Regions from separate parts of the Mus musculus genome. Here regions 1, 2, 3, 5, 6 and 7 are each linked to region 4. Evidence: chromatin contacts called from public Micro-C and promoter capture Hi-C data. All regions are on one chromosome and are shown on one strand. Each heading gives the region's core, a stretch centred on a gene start, on an enhancer-like site or on the middle of the called end of the contact. The rest is flanking DNA. Distances are from core to core; before and after follow the strand shown.

Region 1 (3,350 bases), core at 809-3,308, 1.4 Mb before region 4:
AGAAATGGAATGGTACAGGAAAAAAAAAAGCCTTCATTTTGCACTTAAGTTTTATTGTCAAATAACACAGAGCATGTACTCATAACAGACTGCTAGAAATGGAGAGCTCATGTTTTTTTTTTTTTTTTTTAAAAGATTTTTATTTTACATGTATGAATATTTGACTACATACAAGTGTGCACTACATCCACCCCTTTATTTATTGTTATTTATTGTTCTTTTTTTTTTTTTTAATATGTAAGTACACTGTAGCTGTCTTCAGACACTCCAGAAGAAGGAGTCAGATCTCATTGTGAGTGGTTGTGAGCCACCATGTGGTTGCTGGGATTTGAACTCCGGACCTTCGGAAGAGCAGTCGGGTGCTCTTACCCACTGAGCCATCTCACCAGCCCGAGAGCTCATGTTTTTAAAAAAAGTTGTCATGACTAAGTATGGAGGTAGAGGAGTTTCTGATTCATTTATCACTGGAATTTCATCAGTGAGGATATATTTAACAAAGGGGTTGAACACAAATAGATGGAGAGATAGATTTTGGTAAATAATATCTAAAGAAAAAACCAGAAAAGGAGACTCGGGGATAGGAGTAGCTAAACTTTAGTCTTGGGCTGCTATGAGATCTCCAAGAGCTGAAAAAGAAATGTTCTGATTGGATTGGTGGGATATATATTTGCCATCTATTTAGAACATTCAGTCACGGTAACATTCTAGAAAATCTACTGTTGCTTGACTGTACCAACATTAGTAAAACGTAAGTTGCTGAGCCTTAGATTCAAGAAATCGCAAGGGCTGGGAGTTAGCTCTCTGAAAAAACTGTTTGCTGCCCAAGCCTGTGGTGTCTGTTCGAATATCCAGAATGCACTGAAAAAGTATGGTGTGTGGCAATTGTATTCACTTTACTCTTCAGGAGAGCATTTGAGTACCCTTAAGTCACATGGGAGACTATTCAGGTCTGCAGCTGATTGTCACTCATCCACTCTGATTGTGTCCAGTGTCTTGTCAGTAGAAAGACATCCCTTCCTACCCCACCTACAAGGCAAGGCCTCCCCTTAGTTCTAATGAAGAGGCTCGTCAGACATCAAACAGCTCCCTTCATCCTATGACCTAGGAGCTTGCCTCTGCAGTGTGCTCTCCTAACCGAGGAGCGATGTACACTTTAGTTGCATGTATTTTTTTTTTTCCTTACTAGAATTTTAACAAATAATTAAAAGAAGCCTTTAAATTAAAAACAAAAGCCTAATGCTTTCATGGTGAGGGCATTTACTTCAAACTAAAACATCAAGACAATATAGTAATCAGTGTCCCGGTACCTCTCTTGATTGCTATAACATTTTTTTTTTTTGCTAGCATTCTTTTTTTTTTAATTAGGTATTTTCTTCAATTACATTTCCAATGCTATCCCAAAAGTCCCCCATGCCCTCCCCCCACTCTCCTACCCACCCACTCCCACTTCTTGGCCCTGGCGTTCCCCTGTACTGGGGCATATAAAGTTTGCAAGACCAAGGGGCCTCTCTTCCCAATGATGACCGACTAGGCCATCTTCTGCTACATATACATGAGCTCTGGGGGTACTGGTTAGTTCATATTGTTGTTCTACCTATAGGGTTGCAGACTCCTTTAGCTCCTTCTTGCCAGGTCTTTGTTGGCTCCTGGGAATACAGTTACTTAAGAAATCAAGAAATCTTCGTGAGGGAGTTCTCAATTTTGGAGACTCAATGTAGAGAACAGCGAGTGCAGTTTCCAAAAGAGGAGCTAGGTTTTTCTCAAATTTGAGCCCGAGAACCTCAGCTACAAGAATTGAGTTCTACTAAGTCTCTTCTCTTTCTGGAGAGTGCTGGAACCTCCAGGAAGCGCGCAAGTGTCTTCAAGGCCCCGCCTCTCCTGTGGGCCCCGCCCCGCATGCTCGCCTCGCCCCATCGCGGAGTCCCGCCCCACCCCACCGGGGGTCCCGCCCCCGAAAGCCCCGCCTTGCCCCACTACAGGCCCCACCCACCTCACAGGACGCCCCGCCCTCGGTCCTGCCCGCTCCGGACTGACGTTCCCAGCGCTGCCCCGCCCCCTGCCCTTGCGGCGGTGGAAAGATGGCGGAGTTGGACATTGGGCAGCACTGCCAGGTGCAGCACTGCCGGCAGCGAGGTGACGCTGGAAGCCCCATTTTCATCCGCGGGAGACCTGGGCCGGGTTCTGACGGCCGGGGCGGTGGCGGCGGGTGAGGGAGGACGCGGGGCGTGAGCGACCTTCCAGGGTGATACTGGTGGTGTCTTTGTTACTGTTCCTCGGTGTAGGGGCGAACTTTGTGGCTCCCTTGGTTTGCACGCAGATCCCGAATGCACACCTTGCAGACTCCTCGGGGTATCCAGATGGCCTTGCTCAAGAAGCCCTGGTCGGCGAAGCGACTTAGATCAGGACTCCAGTTCCCCTCGGTCCTTACCATTGCCACCGTGGAGCATCCACTTTCCCAGGCTTTTTCTTGATTGATTTTTTATTTTTTTGTCTGACAAATGCGTTGAAGAGCATCAGTTTTCAGCAGTGTGTTCGCAGGTTTTTAGACGTCTTGGTGTTTCTAATATTAACTTAAGCTATTAGTTGCAGATCAGTAAACCACATTTTAGGAAGGTTTAATAAATACTATGGTAATGGTAGACCTTGTCATAAACATAGGCCCTGGTGGTATGCGTCAAAGTTCAGGGTGTTTAGACTCCTATAGCCGGCAAGTCCTTAAAGCGTCAGGCTCACAGTCTGTTAGATCGCACTCCAAATGTGAGCAGAGGGTTTCCTCATGCTGCAGCTTCTGTTAGTTCCTAACAAGGTCTTGAATGCAGCTCTTGGGTTTGGCCTGGATTCCTGCAGTAGGTGATGCCTGCACTAAGCAAAGGCAAGACAGGACGTGTTGTTGTATATGTCCTTTACCATTCACTCAGCAGATCAATTTTGTTTTTGTTTTTTGGTTTTTTTTCCCCATGTAGTCCTTTCCTAGGGAAGCTTGGCTATTTGAATTTGACTGTTAAGTTATATACATCTTGTCAGGTTGATTTACTAGTATGTCTAAATATATCTACCATCTGTGATATAGCTCATCCTTTCCAGTTTCACATATCTGTAGTGTTATTAAGATGAGGCCTATCTCTTGGACTAGCAGAAAGGGGGTGCAGTTAAGTAGGGATATGTGATGCTAAGAAATTATTTTAATCATAACTCTTCCTCCTGGGCTACCTTGAATGGCATATAATACTTGCTTGAACCCTCTAAGTCTCAAAATAGCAAACACAACCAATTTTTCCCATTGAAAGTGACATAATGGGCCAGTGACAAAGTCTGTAATCCAAACCTCGGCGTGTGTCTCAGACAGGAGC
Region 2 (3,178 bases), core at 249-2,748, 1.4 Mb before region 4:
ATCAGACTCCTTTGTGCGCTTGGCTTTCAGCAGGCACTTGGCAGGAGAATGGATTGTGCTGAGTTACCTGACTGTAGCAAGGAAGAAGCAGCAGAGGCTGCAATGAGCCCCATGGAGTCCTGCTCATCTGATGGAGGAAGCTAGCGATCATTTAATGTAAAGACATCTGATACCTGGTCCCTCATCTGTCCTGCTTTGCAATGTCAGGGGAGGCTCTTTCACTCATACAGCATGCATTTGATAAGATTTTTATTTTCAAACAACTGATAATAGAGGACCCCAAAACCAAGCTCTTGAAGGTCTTTTGTGGAAGAGCAAAAAACCATGAGTATGTGATAGACACCCACATCAGTGTCTTAAGGCAGCAGGCTTCAGAAGAGTAGACTCATTTTGTCTTTGTGGGTTTATCAATCCGATTTGCTGTCCCTGCCACTCATCTCTGAGACATGTTACATGTTGTTGATAATTTCTTGTTTTGATTCCTGAGAACCAATCACTTCACAAGTAATTATGCCAGGGCATTGTGGTCATCTTGTGGGTAGGTCATCTGGATAGAGTTCCACTTAAAAGTAACATACTTACCATGGTACTGTTCCACGTGAGGAAACATTTTAAGAACCATAAACTAGCCTTTGTTGGTCATCCAGAGCAAGTGGTTGAGCCATGAAGATTCTCTGCGGATTTTGGAGTCAGGGTGCTATGCTCTTGTTGTGTGAGTTTGGGACAAATCCCCTGACTTCTCCAAGCTTTGTTTTCCTCATCTGTATTGTGCAGGGACTCTTCATGAAACCGTTCTAACACTTATGTTTAAGCACGTAAGAGCACAAGTGCTGTCTGGTGTGGTGGCAGGTGCCTGTAGCCCGAAAGTGGAGGCAGGATGCTCAAAGACTTCAGAAGCCAACCTATGCTACATAATGGAACACTGCTAAAAATCGACGCCTTTGAAAGCGGCTCAAAGACAGGGTGCTTGTATAGTATTTACAAAGCCTATGGTCCTTAGTATTGAGGGCTGCAGGTGCGGAGAGCAACTGCCTGCCGCCGTCAAGTCCACAACAAACAACCTGTATCTAAGTGAATTATGGAGAAGAGAGTTGGTGCAAAAAATAAAAATAAAAATCTCCTTTAGGCTTACAGGTTTAACAAATGAGAGTGCCCAATGACAGTCACAACTCCAATTTAGCTGTAGCCGAAGAGCAGAATGGGAAATGGGAAAATATAAACTAATAAAGAAATTTAACTAATATAATTTATATATAATTTAATATATAATATATAATATATTATATATATTTAATTTCACTAATATATAACATATATGATATAAACTAATAAAAAAATAAACTAATAAAGACAAAAGTGGAGATTTGAAAACGGGATTCTTAGAGAAGAAAGGGTATGCAGGAGAATGCCAGAACACGGTAACTTCAACCGGACCAGCCCTTACAAAGGCAAATTCGGCCCGGCTTACACCTCCAGTCTGAGCGAAGACGTGAAGGCGGGGTTTTAATGGGGCGGGACTTCCTGTCGGAGCAATCCCCGTTACCTCCGGAAGAGCCGAAGAACCGAGCCCTCGGACGCCGGCGGTTGAGCATCGATCGCGGTGCGCTCGCGCGAGGTGAGTCGGTTCTGTCCCTGGCTTCCGTGCAGCGTTATTCGGTGGCCGAGGCGGGGGGTTGTGCGGGCTGCAGACAAGCTCTCCCCATGCTGGGCCGGGGCGCCTGCCGGGCCCTCCTCCCGGCGGTGCTCTCCGTAGCGCTCCGGAAACAGCCGAGCGGGTTCGCCAGGCGGTCCTCGATCTCTGAGGTTCTGTGTCGCAGAATGAGCCCGGCTCTGCCCAAGCCCTCAGGGCTCTACACGGCAAGTTCCCTGGCTCACGAATTTACAGGATTAGGGGTGAACAAGACCAGGTCCGGTGATGTCCTGCGTCGGGAGCGGGGCCTGTATAGGATAGAAACAATTTTAAGTCTGTATGATTTTGTTCCCAAAGTGAGGGTGATAGAATATGACCCCCGTGAAAACAAGTCTTGAAGCAAAGGTCTTTGAAATAAAAGGGTTTATTGAGCCATTAATATATATCAGCTAGGAAATGGACCAAGACTTGGGGCACATTTTGTAAACTACCAGCAACAAAGCTAAAAAAGTGCCTCTGATGAGCTAACGCTATAATTGAATTTCAAGGCACAGGCTTTTAAAGTCTCTATTCTTGCCCCCCACCATGCTCCACAAAGCCAGAACAAACCCCAGAGAACTGTTACCTAATTAACTTCCCTTGTGTCTTCCCTCTTCTGGACCTCTACATTTTAGGGCACCTCAGAAATTTTTATTTATCAGCCTCCTTTCCTCAAGGAATATTAGAACTGATTAAGAAGATGTAGCATGCATTATAAATGACCAAATGTTGCATAGCAACAGCAGTTTTTCTGCAACTGTCTATTGCTTGATATCTGTTGGGTTGAAGATTCGATGGATGGCTTTTGAAACAGTCCTGGGGAGTCAGGAGGTGTTCTGTTCATGTTGTCACAAGGTAAAGTGTGAGTGGCTTGAGGAAGCAAGTGGTGAGGAGGCAAGCCCAGCCCAAGAATGTCCAGTTGTGACAGAATAGAAGAGAGCAGTAAGAACAAGTGTGACCAAGTTTGGAAAGCATTCTTGAAGAGCTGTAAGGAGTTTATTCTATAACTCAAAGCGCCTTTTATATGCTTGCTTGGACGCTTGGATCACAGGAAAAGGCGCTTAGGCGTGAGGGCAAATGTCTGTAATCCCACCAGCATTCTGAAGACTAAGCGAGGATGCTCAAAGCTTGAAGCCCACCTTATATCAATAAGAAGGAAGGTGAAGCCGTAGCCAGCAGCATCTGGTTGTGTCTGTCTGCTCTGTGTCCCTGCGCTTCTCCGTGTACCTGACGCTCTTACAGGGGAAGCACAGGGTGTGACTTGTCCTGGGAAGCAGGCAGAGCGGCCACCTTTCCTGGGCATGAGCACTTCCATGCTTCCCTGGGCTAGGGGCCCACGTTAGTGTTAGTGCGGTCAAGCCTGGGGTGAGTCTGGAGAGGTCAGCAGAAAGCTGTCAAGTCACTTGCTCACATTTCCCCTGCCTGAAGTCTAGGAGGCAAATGGCACCTTTGCTTTTAGACATAGAGTTTTCTTCTCTCAAACGTGGTAAGGGAAAGCAGGGAACTTTC
Region 3 (3,256 bases), core at 156-2,655, 1.3 Mb before region 4:
TCTCTTGCCTCCTCCCACTTCCAATGGCCTCTGTCTGTATTCTTTGGCTTTGGGTTCAGTAGCCCAGCCTCTGTTTTCACATGGCCTTCTTGGTTCTGTGAAACTTTCCATCTGTCTCTCTTTTTTTGTTTGTTTTTTGTTTTGTTTTGTTTTGTTTTTGTTTTTGTTTTTTCAAGACAGGGTTTCTCTGTAGCCCTGGCTGTCCTGAAACTCACTTTGTAGATCAGGCTGGCCTCGAACTCAGAAATCCACCTGCCTCTGCCTCCCAAGTGCTGGGATTAAAGGCATGTGCCACCACCACGTCTAGCTCCATCTCTCTCTTAAAGGGAGCCTGTGATAACCTTTAATGCAGCTCAGAAAACCCAAGAGTGATTACCTCATTTAATAACAGCTTATTCTCCTGAACCCTGTGGAGTGTATGTGTGTGTGCCTGTCTGTCTGTGTCTCTGTTTGTTTTGTGGTGTGTGTGTGTGTGGTGTGTGTCTGTGTCTGTGCCTGTAGTGAATGTCCTGTTGATTAAGTCTTGATGTGTTTATACAGTACAGTGGCTGCTAAACCCTGTGTGCTCTGTCCCCCACCATAAGCCTGTTGACATGCCCCTCAGGTCTCTTCCCCTGAGTTGCTGTCCCCTCTGTGACCCCGATTTCACCACGTGTTTCGTTGTTGGACTAATTAACATTGCAGTGTTTGCCCAAATACTTGACAGAAACAACCTAAGGGGGGAGAGGTTTAGTTGAATTTCAGTTTTCATCCACCAAGTTGAAGAAGACGTGGTGGGCTTAGTGAGGGGGAGAACACGGTGGAGGAACCAGGGCCCAGGAAGTTACCCTCAGTGACCCACACAAAGTGACCTAATTCTCCAGCCAAGGTCTGCCTCCATTGCCTCCAAAAATAGTGACACCAGATAAGGAACAGAGTTTAAAACATGAGCCTGTGGAGAGGTTTTTGATCAAGCTTGTAACAGCTGCTTACTCTCAAATCGGAAAACCAAACAAAAATTAATTTTTGTTGTGAAATTTCCGAGTGCAGAGAGATCCTTCCTTACCTTACAGGGACTGTCAAACAGGATTTCAGTAACCGCATTCACAAGCTGCTCATGTGCCAAGCCAGGTGACAAGGACTGAAGTGTATTACAATTGCAGAAGTAGAGCCACTGTGCTGGGGCATGTCTATAATCCTGGCACTGGGAAACTGAGGCAAGACAATCATGACTTGGAGTCCACACTGGCCCACAAAGTGAAACCTTGTTTCAAAAGTCTGTAAAAGAACCAGTAGCCAAGAACTCTGCAGCATGGCTTCGGGCATATGGTGACGATAAAAGATCCAACCTTCACCGAAGGCCACTGTGCAATGAGTGCCAAAACAAACACAGTTCAGCCTAAAGTTCGGGTTATAAGTGGCCTGACCTGCACATAACTCGTGTCTGTGGTGAGCCCACACACACCTACTTCTAAAGTCCCAGGTAAGGTAAATATGAGCAAGATATACTATACCACTAAGTGCCTGAGGGCTGAGAGAAGGTGCGATGGGGCTCAGGGCCCAGGACACAGGCAGATCCAAGCAACTACCTTAAGGAGTGCGTTTCTGTTCTCATGAGGCTTACATGATTTCTAGTTGCTCCACCAACTCACACCTGACATTGTCTACTTTGCTGCTTGGAGAGGAATGGCAGCTACAGCAGGAAAATGGCAGCTTCAGCAGGAAAGCAGCAGGAAAGTCATGGCCTTCATTCCAAGCTCCTCGGGACACGGACGCTTCCTTTCTTCCCCGGTTCCAAAATGTCTACAATTTTTTGTTTGTCTTGTTTCCATTTTTTTCCAAGATAAAATTATCTGTGTAGTCTTGGAACTGGCTCTGTAAACCAGGCTAGGCTTGAACTCTGAGATCGTTATATGTGTTAAAGTCAGTTAAGAGCAGTATTGTTTGTAAAGGGCAGAAATCATGGGTATGGATAGGCATAAGATACTCTGCTTTCAGGAAGTGAAAGTTCATTGTGAGCCAAGCATGACTGACCACAGCCTGTAAACATGGATTTAAATGACCTGTGTGGCATGTCCCTTCATGGAGAAGGTAACACAAACTCCATATGCACAGGACAGGAAGCAAGGACTGTGTGTGTGTGGATGAATATGCAGGTGGCTCATCACAAGTGTTCACATTAAGGCAGAAAACCTCTGGGATTAGAAGTCCTCTCTGTCACCTTCTACAGGGCTGGTGAAGGCTAGATGAGTCAAGTTTAGGGAGACGACATTGCATCAGGTACACAGGTTAGTAGCAAATAGCTATTTCAAGTATTGCTATTATTCTGCACAGGTAACCTACCAGCTGCATGCATAAAAGTTGTCTAAGAAATTCTGTATATAGTCTAAATAAAACACACTGAGAATAGTATTACAAACTCATTGTAAACACAAGGAATGCTTAAGGGAGAAAACATGGAAACTTTACACATCTTCTAGTCACTAAAATCACATATTTAAATTTTTGTAAAGTTTTCTTCCTAAGTCCAACCATTTGTTTATCTTTGGAACATAAAAGAGAAAAATGGAGCCGGGCGTGGTGGCGCACGCCTTTAGTCCCAGCACTCGTGAGGCAGAGGCAGGCGGATTTCTGAGTTCAAGGCCAGCCTGGTCTACAGAGTGAGTTCCAGGACAGCCAGGGCTATACAGAGAAACCCTGTCTCGAAAAACCAAAAAAAAAAAAAAAAAAGAGAGAGAGAGAAAAATGAGTTTGCTTTTGAAATTGATACTTGCTCTATTTCTGCCTTTCCAGTAAGTAAAAAGATCAAGAGGAAAACAAAAAAATCATGAGGTCTTTGTTGGATTCCAGGTGTGGTGGTAGTGACCTGTAATCCTAGTATGTAGGAGGCAGAGGCAGGAGAATCACTATGTCCATGGCAGCCTGAGCTTATAGGACCTTGGAAAGGTGTTATTTAAAACTTCCCTGGACTTCAGTGTCTTCGTATACAACATACACTAGAACAGTAAAGATCGTACAAAGTTAAAGTGCAAATTTGAGTCACAGAGGCGCTTAGTAATTCTTAATAACACTTTCTTTTAGTTTATGACAGTTTTCTTTGTGTTAGATGAATTGTCCTTTTCATTTAATTAATTAATCAAAAAAGAATTGAGACAGTATCTTCATGTAGCCTTTCTGTTGTGCCTCCCAAGTGCTGGGATGTTTGTTTCACCACCCTCGACTCCCATTAAGTTCGGAGCTCCTCAAGGCAATTGCCACGGTTCCCCTGGGTCTAGCG
Region 4 (3,203 bases), core at 315-2,814:
GTCCTCCTGCCTCAGCCTCTTTGGGTCTGGGATTTCAAGGATGAGCCATTGCACCTCTTTGTGACAATTCATGGTTTCAATTAAACAGCAAGCATTCGTAACTGCCAAAATCTTGTTGTCTTTAAGGAGGAAACTATAAATATTTTTGTTAAAAATAAATTCTCAAAAAGTTTAAATTAGACAAAGGCATTCCCTAGAGTACACACGACTACCTAAAAAGAACAGAAACGAGAATCAGTCATAAATTGAGATGAATATGGATCATCTTAGAGATTTTGAAGACTAGTCATACACTGGAATTTCTGCTCATCATTAAAATGGTTTGCTTTTGGGGGCTGGAGAGATGGCCCTGGGTTAAGATTGTTTACTGCTCTTACAGAGGACCCAGGTTCAGTTCCCTGACTTCATATAGTGCGTCATAACTGCGTGTTGGTCCTAGGGGATTCTGTCAACCTGTTCTGACTCCTACTGACATGAACTCGAGCCCACACAAACAACACAATAGAAAGCTCAGGCCTTACATTTCAGAGACTATAAATAGATTCCAGAGATTATGTATTGTTTTTGTGTTTTTGAGATGGGGTCTCTCATTGAAGTCCCAGCTAGCTTCATGGCAATCCCCCTGTCTCAGGTTTCTGAGTAATGTGATTATGGCATGAGCCACCATGCCTGGCTTGACCTATTTCCTCCTTTTAACTTAGTTCCACCAAGGGCCTGCAAGCGCTGTTGGGTCACAGCAATAGCCATGGAGAGAGCATGAGCAGGGTCTCTGGAGGCCTGGGATGGAGGAAGTGGACTTGGTGATTGTAAAGTTTTACCAGCCAGCTCCCTTTCTGCCTGGAGGGTGTGCCAAAGAAACAAGTTCTTTGTAGAGCCCTGAGGGCATGCCTGACTTTGCTTAAACAAAGGAGCTGAAACACCCCCTGCCCCCAGCTGTGGGAGTTTCAGCCCCCCCACCCCCCACCCCGGAAGCGGTGGGAGCTGCCTGCACCTTCCAGCTACTTCCTATGAAAACCTCATTCTTCCAAAGAGTCAGTTTAAAATTGTTTGACAGTTATTCAGATTCTGCTTTAGAAAAAAAAAAAAGGATGATGGGTCTAGCTTTATTTTTGTATTAGGTTCTGCTTAAAAGGCTGCTTGCTAAACACGGGATGCCAAGCTCTCAGAATCCTGTATAATATAGGGTGCAAGAAAAGTATCACCCAGATGGCATTTTCGGGGAGATTACTGACAGATAATCCTCTCTTGTCCTAGAAGATTAAGTCTGCCCCGCCGACGATGTGGTCAGATGACCGGTCTAAAAAAGTTGTATTTTAAACAATATTCCTGCTAGTGTCTAGTGTTTGTACAACTGAATGGGGCTCCAGAGTGGGGGGCCTCCTTTGTGTACAGAGGGAAGGCCACTCCCTCTGCCCCGGTTATTCTTTGTTCAGTGAATTAGCGACAGGTGGTGACTAGGGCCCTCCTAAGGGAGGAGTCACTACAGACCTGCTCGTGGGAGCCGGAGCCACGCCGGGGCCGGAGCTGGGCGGGGCTTTAAGCCCGGTTCCTCTGGGCCGGAGCTGGGCGGGGCTTTAAGCCCGGTTCCTCTGGGCCGGAGCTGGGCGGGGCTTTAAGCCCGGTTCCTCTTCTCACCTGGGCTGCACAGGTCAGCCGGATCTCCCTCAGCCCGGGGCTCCCAGGCTGCCGCAGCGCCATGCTCGCCTTGCTCGCTGCCTTCAGCTAGCATGGAGTGCAGAGATATGGAGTTGGCTGATGATTACCAATCCCCCTTTGATTTTGATTCTGGAGTGAACAAGAACTACCTCTACCTCTCTCCAAGCGGGAACACCTCGCCGCCTGGTTCACCTACACAGAACGTTGGTAACTATTTGTGTAGTGAGTTCCCTCTGCTGTGTTCTTCAACATGGGAAGTTATTTTTGGTTGTTAACTGTTTAGAGTGGGACAATGAATTTTAAAGTTGGCACCGTCTGTTTCTATGCTCCTTAGAGGTCTGTGGATGTGCGGTGATGGTGAATGACACGGAGGGTCTTGGGGTCAAATAGTGGGTACAGTTTTAAAATCTGCCTAGGCAGTGTCTTAGTAAAGGATGCTTAGGCATTCAAAACCGTTCACCACACTCAAGGGCCTGGTGAGTGTGCTACAATAACACCACAAGTATCAAGGTGAAGATAGGCTTGGGTTTTCCCTTGGGAGACCAAAAGCCATGTAGACAAATAGCTATGTACACCTCACAGTTTCCAAAAGGGAAAATGAAAAACCACCACACCTTTGGAAGCAGCTGTTTCTTCCCATGTGGGACACGGATTTGTTCACAAGGCGGAAACCAGGCTGTGACAGTCTGAATTGATCCCCACATAGGGTCCAGCAGAAGTGGGGACAGCCTCCTTCCCAGCTTGCAGGAAGGATCCTATTGCTTGCCAAGAAGAGGAGATGGCTTAATGAACTCCTCTGTCAGAGTCAAGGAAGCAACTTGGCTTTCCCAGAAGAAGTTAATTATTTCCTTACTGTGGAGAATTGGTTACGTTTTGTTCTTTTTAAACAGTAGAGCTTGGGAAACCTAGAAGACAGTGAAGGACAGACTGTGGCACCTCTGATCCAAGCTGCTGGGGGTTTGGACGTTTGCAGGGCACAGGTGTGTGCTAACACAGCATGCTTCAGTGCTTGGTTATAGCAGCCACCTTTGAGGTATAGTCTGGATTTTCAGAAACCCACATATGTTGATAGTTTCAGGCTAACACTGCCCTCTAGAAGTTGGAAGCTGTTAGTAATGTCTGTGGGAGACAGGGCATGGGAAAAGCATTTTTCTTCTCATTTTCACACTTCCCTTGCCTGTGACCCATGTGGGATCTCTGGGCTTCCCCGTTACCCAGCACTTAAGAGGGGGGATGACCTAGTTCTAACTTGTGGGCTTGTGAATCAGAGCAGGGCTCACAGTGGGGACGGTGGGGCTGTCATTAAGGCTTGAGAGTGGGCGGAGTGGCAGGGTCCCCAGCAGGGACTGGGGAAGATGCCCTGCATCCTTTAGTTCTTGCCGGCTGCGTTATTAGTGTGGCCACTTCTCAGTGCTCTCTGTTAGAACAGCAGCCAGCATGGCTGAGCGTGCTTTTGGGTGGTGGGGTTAATGAAGTCTGTAATTGAAAAGAGGGACCTGGAACCTGCTACTTAAAAGTTAATCTGGATTTTGGCCAATGTGTACCTC
Region 5 (3,647 bases), core at 625-3,124, 1.5 Mb before region 4:
CTCCTGGTTTTCAGTTTGCCTGTGTTACTTGCAGTTTTGGTTTTTACACTAAAACACAATCTTTGACCGTATTTAAGCAAAAGGCTAATATGTTGAAAAACTCACTAGGCTATTTCACAGAGTCTAAGGGAAGTCAAGAGGGGAGAAAGAATGGATCAATCTTAGAGAAATTAGCAGGGGGGCTTTCCAGACTTCTCACCACAGATACTCCTATGACATTAGTTTCTGTGGCATCAATCTTATGCCTTTGCTCAGCCACACCTCCATTTTAATTCTTTGGAAAGAGGCACCTGTTGGACACAAGTTGGATCAAATATGCTACTTGAAAAAAAAATCCAGCTTAATAAAAATGTATCTAAACCGGGATATAAACCTAGCCACAAGAGAAGCCAAATGTACAGAAGATAGAGCAATTCCTTAGGAGGGGAAATAATATATCTTTCCATTTCAAATGCTTCTTTTATCCTGTAGTTTTTACATCTTCTCGCTCACCCCACTATCACCTCAGGCTGATAAAAGCTATGCATCTTGTCTAACGATACCTTGGGTGAGCTCAAATGCCCTCTTATTATACATACATAAAAGTACACAACACAAAAGTCAGAAAAATAATCTTATTCTGTAAGCTGTGTAAACAGTTCATTTCTATTGTGGACCACTGCATAGAGTGTAAACTAAAAGTCTATAAGTAGGAACCGGCCAGTATATATATAGATTATATTGTATATATAGATTATGTTGTAGCCCTTATCTGACAACACACAGAATGTTCTTCTTTGATTACTAAAAATGTCTAGTTATCTCCTGAAAGTAAAATCTAGCCATTTATCAATACCAGAAAATATGCGATATATACATATGTATATATGTATATGTTTGTATATATGTATATCCTGTTATGTTCCACTCAATAATCTGAAAAAAAATTACTCAAACAGTTCCAACAACCTTTACAAGATCTTCATCTTTCTTCAAACTATGCTACCTGTACACTCTTATTTCTTGAGCGCTTTTCTTTCCTTGGCCCCTGGAGCCCTATTAAGAAAACTATTCCAAGGTTCATTTTTCTTTGCCTTACTTTTTTCTTCCCTTTATTCAATTATATTAATTCAAGGACAAAAAGGGCAATTTCATCCTGAAAATATCTTTATGTTTTCAACGAATTCTGTTTATCTCATACTTATTTCTCCAATAAAAGCTACACCTATGTCAGAAATCACATTATCATTTTGGAATCACCACTCTCAATTTTCCCCTTCTAGGTATCGCTCCAAAGCCCTAGAAATCATTGAATGATCTTTAAATAAGACAACTCGATTGTACTGACAAATGGTTCTGTAAACTTTGATATATAATATTAAATAATAGTGTTGCTGAAACACTAAAGGTTTTCAAATTAGCAAATCTAAGCAGCCTAATACTGTTTTCACTTGGGCTAAATTCAGAAATTCAGGCATTCAGGAATCTTTACCATAGTCCTAAATTACAGGGACAAATACACAATAAAATAGTGTTCTATCTGCCTACTCTTCAAATCAGTTGTCAATCCATCAAAGAAATGCTAATTATGGAAAATGACTAACCTTCTAGACCTCCCCCCCCAACCAGTGATAACTACAAGTCCCATGATGCAAAGCTCTAGCCCGAACTTATGCTAGCCAAAGTGCCTTCTGGGAATTGAAGTCTTCTCTTCATCTACTTGGCAAACTAGATATTGTAGCCCCATTTCTCAGAAACTCCCTAGTAATAAAGCCTGTGGAAAAAAAACTGTCGATTCCCTGTGATAAAATTAGATTTGTTCGGGCCACTGCAGAGACAGGGACCAGCAATCCCAGTGTGGGCCTCCGGGGGCGGTGCCGTGCTGTGACGTCACTTCCTGGAGCGGCATACCTCCCCCTCCCACTCGAGGCCGTCCCTTCCCTCGGTTCGCGGGAACCTGGCTGGGTGGCTGTGCCCAGGCACCGAGCGGCTGCTCCGGGGCGGAGGGTCACGTGAGGAGTCCGAGTGCCCGGGCAGGACGCGACCCGCCGCAGTCCAACAGGAGCCGCCTTCCTTCCCCTGACGGCGTGGGGTCGCGGAGCGCGCCGAGGTAGGACGCGGGGACACCTGCCGCCTGGACGGCGGGCGGGCGCGCGGGAGGCTGCGGGGCGCGGGGGAGCCTGGACCCCGCCGCACCCCTGGGCGCGCCTGGCCCGGGAGGACTGCAGGTGCGGGAGCCCGGCCTGAGGGCTCGCGGCCCGCGCGGACCGCGTCGCCCTGCCAGCTTCCCCGGGCCTGCGTTCCGCCACCGTGCTGTCACCCTCCTCCCCAGGTAGCGCGGGAGCATCCTCCTGGGTACGAGGTCAGGCGCCCCCGAAGAAGGCGACACGCCCTCCCTCCGCCGCTCGGCGCTCCCGCGGGTGGAAGTCCCCGGGCGCACCCCGAGGCCGCCCTTGGCAGCCCGGGGCCTCAGGTGGCAGATGTCAGAGGCCAGCGCCGGAGCTACGAGAATCCTGCGCGGTTCTTCTGGGGAGGTGCGGGGTGGGGGTCAGGATTCACCCAAGGGGTGAGTCCGTAGCTCAAGTTTCTTGAATGTTCCACAATAAGGAAGGTTGCACTGGCCGCGTGAGGTTAGACACCCTGTTTAAACTTCCTACATCCAGAGGGGACAGCTTGCTAAGAGGACAGTAAATAAAGTTGGGCTGGTAGACCCCCTGTTGCTGTGTATAAATAGACCTGTCATTTCTCCTGGTCGCTACTTAACATTTCTGAGTTTATTACTTAACGTCGTAATGGTAAGTCATTACTTCTTTATTCTACAAAATTATTCAGACATACAATATAACCATCTTTTGGACCTTAGGTTATTGAGAATGAATAATCTAGAATCAAAAAGCAAAACTTTTAATGATTTAATTTGATTGACTGTAAACCTGATACCTTCCCCCCCCCTTTTTTTTCGTTAACTTTACCAAGTTTGCATTTGAAATATATTTGATGCTAAGTTTAAAAAAAAATGTTACTTTCAAGACAGTTGTTGCTGGCTTGGTAGTACAGGTGTGTATCCCAGCACCTATGGAGGCTGCAAGATCAAAAGTTCAAACCTACCTAGGCTACTTACTTAGCAAGTTCACAGGCAACAACCTTGTAAGACCCTGCCTAAAAATTAACATATTTTTTAAGGAAGAGGTTTAGAATGCATGCATAGCATTGCAAATCTCAATCAAAGTAAAAGAGCATTCCTTAGTAATAATCAAACTTCGGACTGACTATGATTAGCCTGTGTAAATCCTTGGGAGTTTCAGTAATTCTATAAAAAAGTAAAATGAATGACTTTTTTCCTTCTTCTGTTCCTATGTTGCATATAGTACAACCAGGACGACAAAACTTCTCCTTCTGCTTCCATTTTTTGAGTGGGAGTAGACAGGAAATATGTTTGAATGTATGTTAGGATTAAGTCCATTTAAAATGAATATTGCAAAAAATAAAGAAAAGTAGACCAAAGGGAAAAAAAAAGAAGAAATATGTATATCATAAGGGTCAAGAAAAGAGATGTAAAATAAGTTTGTTCTCCTAACCATGTAAACAAGAGTCCACAGAGGTAAATCAGATTACAGGATGATGTTACCCATGTCTTCATAGGTAATTGAGTGTCACAAATTAAGAGA
Region 6 (3,448 bases), core at 812-3,311, 1.0 Mb before region 4:
TTAAATGACAGGACTGGCATGGTGGCACACACATGTAATTCCAGCAGCATTCCAGACATGGAGGTAAGAGGGTCAACAGTTCAAAGTCAGCCTAAGCTGCAGAGAGACCGTGTTCTCAAAACAACAATGTAAGTAAAAAAAAAAAAAAAAAAAAAACAAACAAACAAACAAAAAAAAAACAGTTGGTAGATGCTTTAAAATAAGCTTTCAATGCAAACAGCACAGTATTTTAAGTGAGTGGCATGCCTCTGGTGTCAATAAGTAGAGGGAAAACACACCCAGGGAAAGAACAAACATTTCAAAGCTGTGTGACCATGTGAGCTTCCATGGTAAGGCTTGTTCTGTATGTTAGGAACCTGACGTGCTGCTATCTGGAAACACTGTACGATTTGAGTATCTGGTTGACTTTTATGCTGTGTGGTTTGTTTATTCACAGTATGGAGTTCCACATTTCTGGGTTATGCAGTGGTTTATGTCCGTGTCCTTGATGGTAACACTCATAAGGAACCTGGGATACTTTCACAAGAAAGGAGACACTCGTCCAAGCAGGATGCTCAGCCAGGCTCCCGTGTCCCTGTGAGTCTTCTGCTGTGCTCCCCTCTACATTGCCCAGAACCTATGGGTAAGGCCTATAACCTTCCTAAGGCCACAATCTGGAGAACTAGCCACTCACAGCATAAACACCAGCTGCTTTCAAACAGTGCTCTCTACTGGCTCTCACTCACACCTGTGCGGCTTTCCACTGTGGACAAGGAAAGACACAAACCCCTAATGCATCCACATTCTGACAATAGCGTTAGCACAAACAGGATTCATCAGGAGCCAGACTTAGCCCCATAGTGTGCTGAATGTTTAAAAGAATTAAGGCTGGTTCTTAACCAGGGAGGAATACTGTGAACAGCAGCGCCTGAAGCTGCCTCCTCCTACCAGCAGTACCTCTTCCGAGAGAGTACCTTTCCGTTAACCCCATCCCACTTCCTAGCATCTGTGACAAGTGTCGATTTCGTTGTCTGTTCTGTGTTTACCAATGCATCCCTATCTTAAGAGTAGGCAAAACTGGCAACAGACAACGAGGCACTATTTCCAGTGAGGGTGAATTTGAACCTTGCCCACTCTCTGGTTAGGCTTTAAGGAGCAAGTGCTTGCTGCAAAGCCACACCCATCTTGTAGCAGTTGGCAGCCACGGCCCAGCAACAGCAGTTTCTGATTATAGTTTTCCAGCCAGGCCCAAGTCTCCTTGCTCCTCACCCTCCAGAATCAAGAGAAAGAAGTAGAACAGAACGGTCGCAAGACAACAACCATGCACAATGGATGTCTCCGCACTTCGCCCACATGCCACCAGCTGTCGACCGTGCAGCGCCGCGGGCGCCACGCCTAGCCAGTGCGGCGAGGAGAGGACCTGAGACGTGCTGCAGAGAAAGGGATATAAGCAGCATCATTCATAGCCTCTAAAGAGCTTCTGCAGAAACCACGCCCTACCACGCGGTGTCCTCTCTGAGGCGGAGATGGGGTGGAGGGGACTGGCGCCATCGAGGAACAAAAGATGGGGCAAAGGGAAAAGGAGAGTGAGTGCTGCCACGCCAGGGGAGGATGATGGGGCAGGACGGTGGCACAGGTGAGGATAGGAAGAGAAGTGGGGATAACATTAAGAGGCAACTGAGGGGCTGTTTGTAGGGGGCTCACAGCAGTACCGCTGGCACGCACCTGTGAAGGGCCGGAAGCAATGAGGGGCTGCTTCGGGGGCAAGAAGCAGAAAAGGGGAGAAGCGGGGTGACCCACCACGTGCGGAGCCGGCGACAAAGGCGGGCACTCCATCCTAACTGCCGCAAGGTGCTCCCTGCAGCTCCCCCGATCGCATGGTGGAAGGGAACCAACACATCCCCACAAGGATGAGGAGCCAGGGAGGGGTTCGGCGATAAAATCTCACCTAGCTCTTTCATGTACTCCTCAAAGCCGTGGCTTTCCATCAGGCGCCACTTCCCTTCGAGATCCTTAAGACTGGCCATGGTGGGAGGGAGAGCACAAAAGCAGCAGAGACGCGGTGGCGAGGGCGCTGTTCCGCTCCTGGCGCCATCTGCGCTTATATCGTCCTTGGTGTGGGGGTGGTGTCGGGCAGCCAATAGGAGGCGCGCCTCAGCCTGGTACCGCCCCTCGCCACGCCCGGACTTGTGCGCCTTGGGCTGTGCTGGGGGGTCTGAAGGTGCCACCCTGGCCTGGCTGCGCCGGACTGGGACGTCACGTTTCCCGCAGCTCCTGCAAGCTGCGACTCGTCTGGCGCGCCCTGTGCCTCCCTTAGTGACAGCTGCGGCACAGTCCCGTGGGCCCAGGGATCACCCCCACCCCCACCCGCGCCATCTGAGGACAGCCTGCGCGCCGTGGTCCCACTGTCCTGCCGCCTCCATTTGCTTTTGATAAGTACCTGGGAGGAACAAATTAGCCATCGCTTGGCGCTATAGGAATTGAATGGCTGATTACTGAATTAATAAACTGCAATCTCCTTAGCCCTACATCCTACTCCCTCATGAAAGAACCTTCTGACCCCACCCTCCCGCCTCCTGGGGCCTCACTGGGGCCTCTTGGTTGTCTGTCTGTGCATGCTAGACAATCCTGGCAGCAGTCTCTAAGGGAGATTACAATGCTCTACAAGTTTGTTTTCTCCACTACACTAGCAAGTTTCAGCTTAGGTAACTGTCACTTCCTGAAAAATCTTACTAGCTTCTATTCCCCGATCAGGGATCAAAACTTTTACTTCCCTCCATCCTTTGAGGGTGGCTGGCCCAGCTATGAATTAGTAAATTGCCTAGAATATACTGACTATAAAAAAAAAATTATCACTTTGATATGCACTGAAGTCCCACAAAACATAAGGCTCCAAGGACAATCCGCTGACAGTTAGATGCCATCGCCAGTCACAGAATCTGAGTGTGTGGGGAGGGGAGGCAGGGAGAGATACAGGGAGACAAAGGGAGCACATTTTATGAGACAGTGAGAAGAGGAATTGAGTAAAGGTTATGGAGCGGTCATGTAGCCCAGGCTAGCCTCTAACTCCATATGCAGCTAGTAGCTCCTGACCATCACTCTCCAGCTACCACATGCTGACATTACAGGTGTGGCCAACACCCTTGCGGAAGTTGTCATTACACAGTTACTGATCCTCACTTTCAGTGTCATTTTTAGTAAGCCACCTGTGATAGTCCATGCTTTGTTAGGATTCAGGTTTGTATTAGATAATTTGCCCAACCACAGGCCAATGTAAATGTCCTAAGTCTGTTTGAGGGCAGCTGAGCCATAATTTTTTACTAGGTTGGATATATACAATAACTCTAAGTGAATTTACTGCAGTCACGCTGCCCTGCAGCTGAGGAAGTGAACCCAGGATGGAAGACTCCTTCAGATCCACAGCACCCACACAAAAGCTGCTGCTGTGTCTGCACCTAGAACTGCAGCT
Region 7 (3,536 bases), core at 1,011-3,510, 1.4 Mb after region 4:
TACCACTACCACTATTGCTCCTCCTCCTCCTCCTCCTCTTCCTCCTCCTCCTCCTCCTCCTCCACTTCTGGCTTCTTTTTTATGATACTGGAGATGGAATCTAGGGGGTTCATGAAAATTAAGCAAGCTCCCAGCCTTTGAGCTATGTCACCAGTCCTGTTTTATTTTGTTACTTTTAAAGACATGGTTTCACTCATTAAACAAATCAGGAACTGAACTTTTAATTCTCCCTGCCTCTGGTTGAGCAGCTAGGGTTACAGGTACCAGGCCTCACATATTATTTCATTTATTTAATTATCAACATTCTAAAAATTCATGAAATATCCACCCCTGTCAATCTGTATGTTCAATTTGTATTTAAAAAGCAATAGCTGATTTAAAGAGCTGGGCTGTTTTTTTCAAAAGGACACTAATTTTCTTAGAATTCTCTCATAATACAATGTAGTTCAAAGGTGTCCATTTTTATCTAACCTTTGAAATTCCAAATGCTTTCTAAATATTCTTTTCAGAAGACATTCTTAACACTGAGGGTCAGAGTCCTGTAAAATACATTTACTTCTCCTTTCCTGGAACTTTAGATACTTTCGCCTCATTTTACTCCAATGTTGCCTATGCACAAGCCTTTCTGGTGATTGTACTAGGAAGGAAGACAGACTTCCCCTCTCGCACTCTTTTGATGGATGTTCTTTGACTCTCCTCTGAAAAGCCCAACAACAGGTGGGGGGAAAAAAGCATAGAATGTGAGCAGTTGTACACCTACGTGTACCCTATGGTCAGGGAGTTTAATACAGCCGCCACAAACCTAGACATGTTTATAGAGTTAGTCTTTAACCACCCCTGCAGCCTCATCTCTGTCTACTGCTTTTCTCCACATCTGAGTTCCAATGACATTTTTGGAAATGTGTGCCTGAGAGGCTCAGTTTCCTGATTTCATTTGCCAGCAATTCCCTGTTTTCTTTCTCTTTCCTCTCTTTCCTTTTTTTTTTTTTTTTTTTTTTTTTTTTGGTGGACATTTTTCCATGTTCCATCGTTGAAATGCTTTCTCACCACAGTAGCTCTCTTCCATCCTGTCATACTGCAACGCTGGAGCCTAATCCTATTCTAGATAGCCCTTCTCTGTGGATGGGAGCTGTCTGGAGACCAGGGCTGCAGTGAAGATAACAAGTACTGTCAAATCTCCTGATGCTTTGAGCAGGATGACAACAAGAGAGACAACAGAGAGGTGTTTAAACAGCCCTGCAGGCACCGGGTAGGATTTATTTTGGAAGTGCACTAAGACAACAGGTTTTACATTGAATGTGGAAAGTGAGAGTCCCTGCAGAGTCCACAGGCCAGTGCCCAGTTAGAACTCCTATGGTCCACACTCTAAATGCACAAACAGTACCTCTCTGCCTCTTTTCACTGTTAACAGACAGAATCTGAAGCTCGTGTCCTGATGTCCGATTAGGAACCGCCAGCTCCAGACCCCTTTCTGAGGTTCCCCAGAGCGTTAAGAGCACACCCACCACCCTAGGGCGTCTTCTTAGTCTACTGTATCCTCCATTATTTACAAGGTTCTCTTCCACAAGAGATTCCAAGCAGACTCTTTGAAGCCAGCCTGCAGGTGTTTTTTATCCAAATTCAGCCACGTGAACTTAGCTCTGTTACTTAAGGAAGCCTCTGTTCCCATGTGTATCTTTCAACTGCAGATAAGAAAACAGATTGCCTCGGCAGAAAACTCCAGATGCCAAAATACATGTAAATTCCTGACCAAGAGTCCTGGCATAGAGCAAATACTAGATATATGAGAGATATGGTCCTGATCTCAGATCTCTCTTGTTACTGGTTTGCACAACCTGCCTTCACCTAAGCAGTGTTTCTCCTGATTATAAGAAACAACACTAAATCAGGAATCCCCTCGGTAATTCAGGCCTATTATTAAAACAAAACAAAACACTTTAATGAAACAATCACAATGGTGATTAGCTATGTCAGGAGATAACTGTGGGAGATAGTTACTATGCAGAACTTCTATGTGCCCCCAACTAATACGAGTTTTGGTTTTCTGAAGCTACCACTTACATACTAGACTGGATGGACTCACAAGAATTATTTGTTCTTAAAGTCCTACCTGAGCAGGTGCATTGCACAGATGACAGGGAGGAAAAAAAAAAAAAAAACAAACTAGAGAACCTAGAGGGGCAGAGGGCGTGACCCTCTTAATCATCCTTCACTTCCTTTTTTTTTTTTTTTTTTTTAAGATGACTTACATCGGCGGCAGCAGAAGCAGCGACGCCTCCTCAGTGGAACTGACTTGCAATAGCGAGCTTTCTCTGCTGCACATTTGTGGCTTCTGTGGACATATTAGTAACCAGCGGTTTTAGCTCCCAGTCTCACAGAGTTGCCAGAGAGGTTAGAAGTCATTTGAAAAGCCTATTAGCCGAATCTTTCTGATCCAGAAGGCCAGCTGGCTTCTCCTGAGCTACTTTCAATTCGCAGCAACCACTGATCCTGGTCCAGGTGACTGGGGAAGACGCTGAGGGTATAAACCCAAACATTGAACCTGAAGACCCAGCGCAAAGTAGAAACTGAAAGTACCCTGCTTAGTCTGCCGGCAGATCCTACGGAAGTTATGGCAAAGCCAGAGCGCCTGGGTGGCCGGTGATGCATGCGGCCCCTCTTGGGATGGATGGACCAGGCGTGGCGTGGGTGAGAGGAGTCAGCTGCCTGAACTGCCCTGCCCAGCACCGGTTTGCGGCCACCCGGTGGATGACCGGGGTCCTGGGAGTGATTATGGGTGGTGAGAGCCGGCTCCTGCTGCAGTCCCAGTCATCATGACTACACCCACCTCCCGCAGACCATGTTCCATGGTAAGCGCTGCTCTCTGGTGCGCACAAGTAGGTGCGCCTAGCGCGCCGGGGACTCTGGGACAGTCCGGGAGGTGCCACCCGCCCCCGCGCCTCCGCACGTCCGGGAATAGCCCGGCCTTGCACTTTGGACAGGCTGAGAGCTTGGCCTCTCCCATGGTCAGCCACTACCCGCGCTGAGCTCGGTTGCCCAGAACCATTGGCACCTGGGCGTACAACCCTGGCGGGCGGGGAGGAACAGTTCCCGAGGCGGTTTTCAGATCCCCAGACCCAGAGCTTCAGTGCGGGAGCCGCGACGCGGTGGCCCCCTGCAGTCAAGACTCAGTAGTCAGTGGTTTTCAGCCACTTTGTCCCTAGCCAGTACCTCTTCAATGCAGCCCTTCCTGGCTTCCTGGCTGTGCAGTTACTCACAGGCTGCCTGGGTTCAGGGCGTTGCTGGGCTCTCGCAGCTCAGAACTTCATGGAGAATGAAAGAGTCGCTCCCAGGATGCGCTTTTAAACCCTAAAGGACAGATCATTGGAAAACCCCCTCTTCTCCCCGCAGTAAGTCTGGGAGTTTCCGATCCAGGCTGTAAGTTGACTTGTTTGCTGGGAACCCAAGTCCTGCGGCTGAGATTGCAAAAGGCCAGATTTTATTTTCCTTCTATATATTTGCTACTTAAGGGAGGCAGAACTTTAAGTACCCATGAG

What was found. Promoter capture Hi-C pulls out the DNA fragments that hold promoters and counts their contacts. Hi-C and Micro-C count contacts between places; a contact is called where the count stands out from the background. Capture Hi-C pulls out chosen DNA fragments and counts their contacts.
Region 1: a contact with region 4 is called in a promoter capture Hi-C map of pre-B cells, with 8 times the contacts expected there. The contact joins the promoter of Zfand1 here to the promoter of Tpd52 in region 4. A contact is called at or near these places in 1 of 39 promoter capture datasets (pre-B cells) and 1 of 115 datasets of contacts at active chromatin or transcription factors (pancreatic cancer cells).
Region 2: a contact with region 4 is called in a promoter capture Hi-C map of pre-B cells, with 6 times the contacts expected there. The contact joins the promoter of Impa1 here to the promoter of Tpd52 in region 4. A contact is called at or near these places in 4 of 39 promoter capture datasets (3T3-L1-derived adipocytes, liver and pre-B cells), 4 of 115 datasets of contacts at active chromatin or transcription factors (T-cell acute lymphoblastic leukemia, astrocytes, large pre-B cells and 1 more) and 2 of 9 other capture datasets (liver and macrophages).
Region 3: a Micro-C map of palatal mesenchyme shows a contact between it and region 4, with 4 times the contacts expected there. The contact joins the promoter of A930014E01Rik here to the promoter of Tpd52 in region 4. A contact is called at or near these places in 8 of 39 promoter capture datasets (the 3T3-L1 cell line, the C10 cell line, the HPC-7 cell line and 4 more), 1 of 15 datasets of contacts at CTCF or cohesin (large pre-B cells), 10 of 484 Hi-C or Micro-C datasets (B cells, the G1E-ER4 cell line, LSK cells and 5 more), 1 of 115 datasets of contacts at active chromatin or transcription factors (large pre-B cells) and 1 of 9 other capture datasets (liver).
Region 5: a promoter capture Hi-C map of liver shows a contact between it and region 4, with 3 times the contacts expected there. The contact joins the promoter of Snx16 here to the promoter of Tpd52 in region 4. A contact is called at or near these places in 2 of 39 promoter capture datasets (liver and pre-B cells), 2 of 484 Hi-C or Micro-C datasets (CD4 T cells and CD8 T cells), 1 of 115 datasets of contacts at active chromatin or transcription factors (pancreatic cancer cells) and 1 of 9 other capture datasets (liver).
Region 6: a promoter capture Hi-C map of pre-B cells shows a contact between it and region 4, with 6 times the contacts expected there. The contact joins the promoter of Fabp5 here to the promoter of Tpd52 in region 4. A contact is called at or near these places in 4 of 39 promoter capture datasets (the HPC-7 cell line, hippocampal neurons, liver and 1 more) and 2 of 115 datasets of contacts at active chromatin or transcription factors (astrocytes and large pre-B cells).
Region 7: a promoter capture Hi-C map of liver shows a contact between it and region 4, with 4 times the contacts expected there. The contact joins the promoter of Il7 here to the promoter of Tpd52 in region 4. A contact is called at or near these places in 1 of 39 promoter capture datasets (liver) and 1 of 115 datasets of contacts at active chromatin or transcription factors (bone marrow-derived dendritic cells).

The regions. Positions count from the first base shown.
Region 1 is chr3:10,350,025-10,353,374 of GRCm38.p6, reverse strand. Zfand1 (zinc finger, AN1-type domain 1) reads left to right here and starts at 2,058. Exons shown (of 8, transcript NM_025512.3): 1 at 2,058-2,133. The coding sequence starts at 2,079.
Region 2 is chr3:10,329,759-10,332,936 of GRCm38.p6, reverse strand. It overlaps Impa1 (inositol (myo)-1(or 4)-monophosphatase 1), which reads left to right and starts at 1,498. Exons shown (of 9, transcript NM_018864.6): 1 at 1,498-1,615. Slc10a5 (solute carrier family 10 (sodium/bile acid cotransporter family), member 5) reads left to right here. Exons shown (of 1, transcript NM_001010834.2): 1 at 1-1,203.
Region 3 is chr3:10,296,095-10,299,350 of GRCm38.p6, reverse strand. It overlaps A930014E01Rik (a long non-coding RNA gene), which reads right to left and starts at 1,405. Exons shown (of 2, transcript XR_387546.3): 1 at 1,046-1,405. It also overlaps a transcript of Fabp12 not described here.
Region 4 is chr3:8,962,507-8,965,709 of GRCm38.p6, reverse strand. Tpd52 (tumor protein D52) reads left to right here and starts at 1,564. Exons shown (of 6, transcript NM_001025262.2): 1 at 1,564-1,863. The coding sequence starts at 1,728.
Region 5 is chr3:10,438,357-10,442,003 of GRCm38.p6, reverse strand. Snx16 (sorting nexin 16) reads left to right here and starts at 1,874. Exons shown (of 8, transcript NM_029068.4): 1 at 1,874-2,089.
Region 6 is chr3:10,011,198-10,014,645 of GRCm38.p6, reverse strand. It overlaps Fabp5 (fatty acid binding protein 5, epidermal), which reads right to left and starts at 2,061. Exons shown (of 4, transcript NM_010634.3): 1 at 1,928-2,061. The coding sequence starts at 2,006.
Region 7 is chr3:7,612,484-7,616,019 of GRCm38.p6, reverse strand. Il7 (interleukin 7) reads left to right here and starts at 2,260. Exons shown (of 5, transcript NM_008371.5): 1 at 2,260-2,849. The coding sequence starts at 2,840. Gm16685 (predicted gene, 16685) reads right to left here and starts at 3,315. Exons shown (of 3, transcript NR_168341.1): 1 at 3,211-3,315.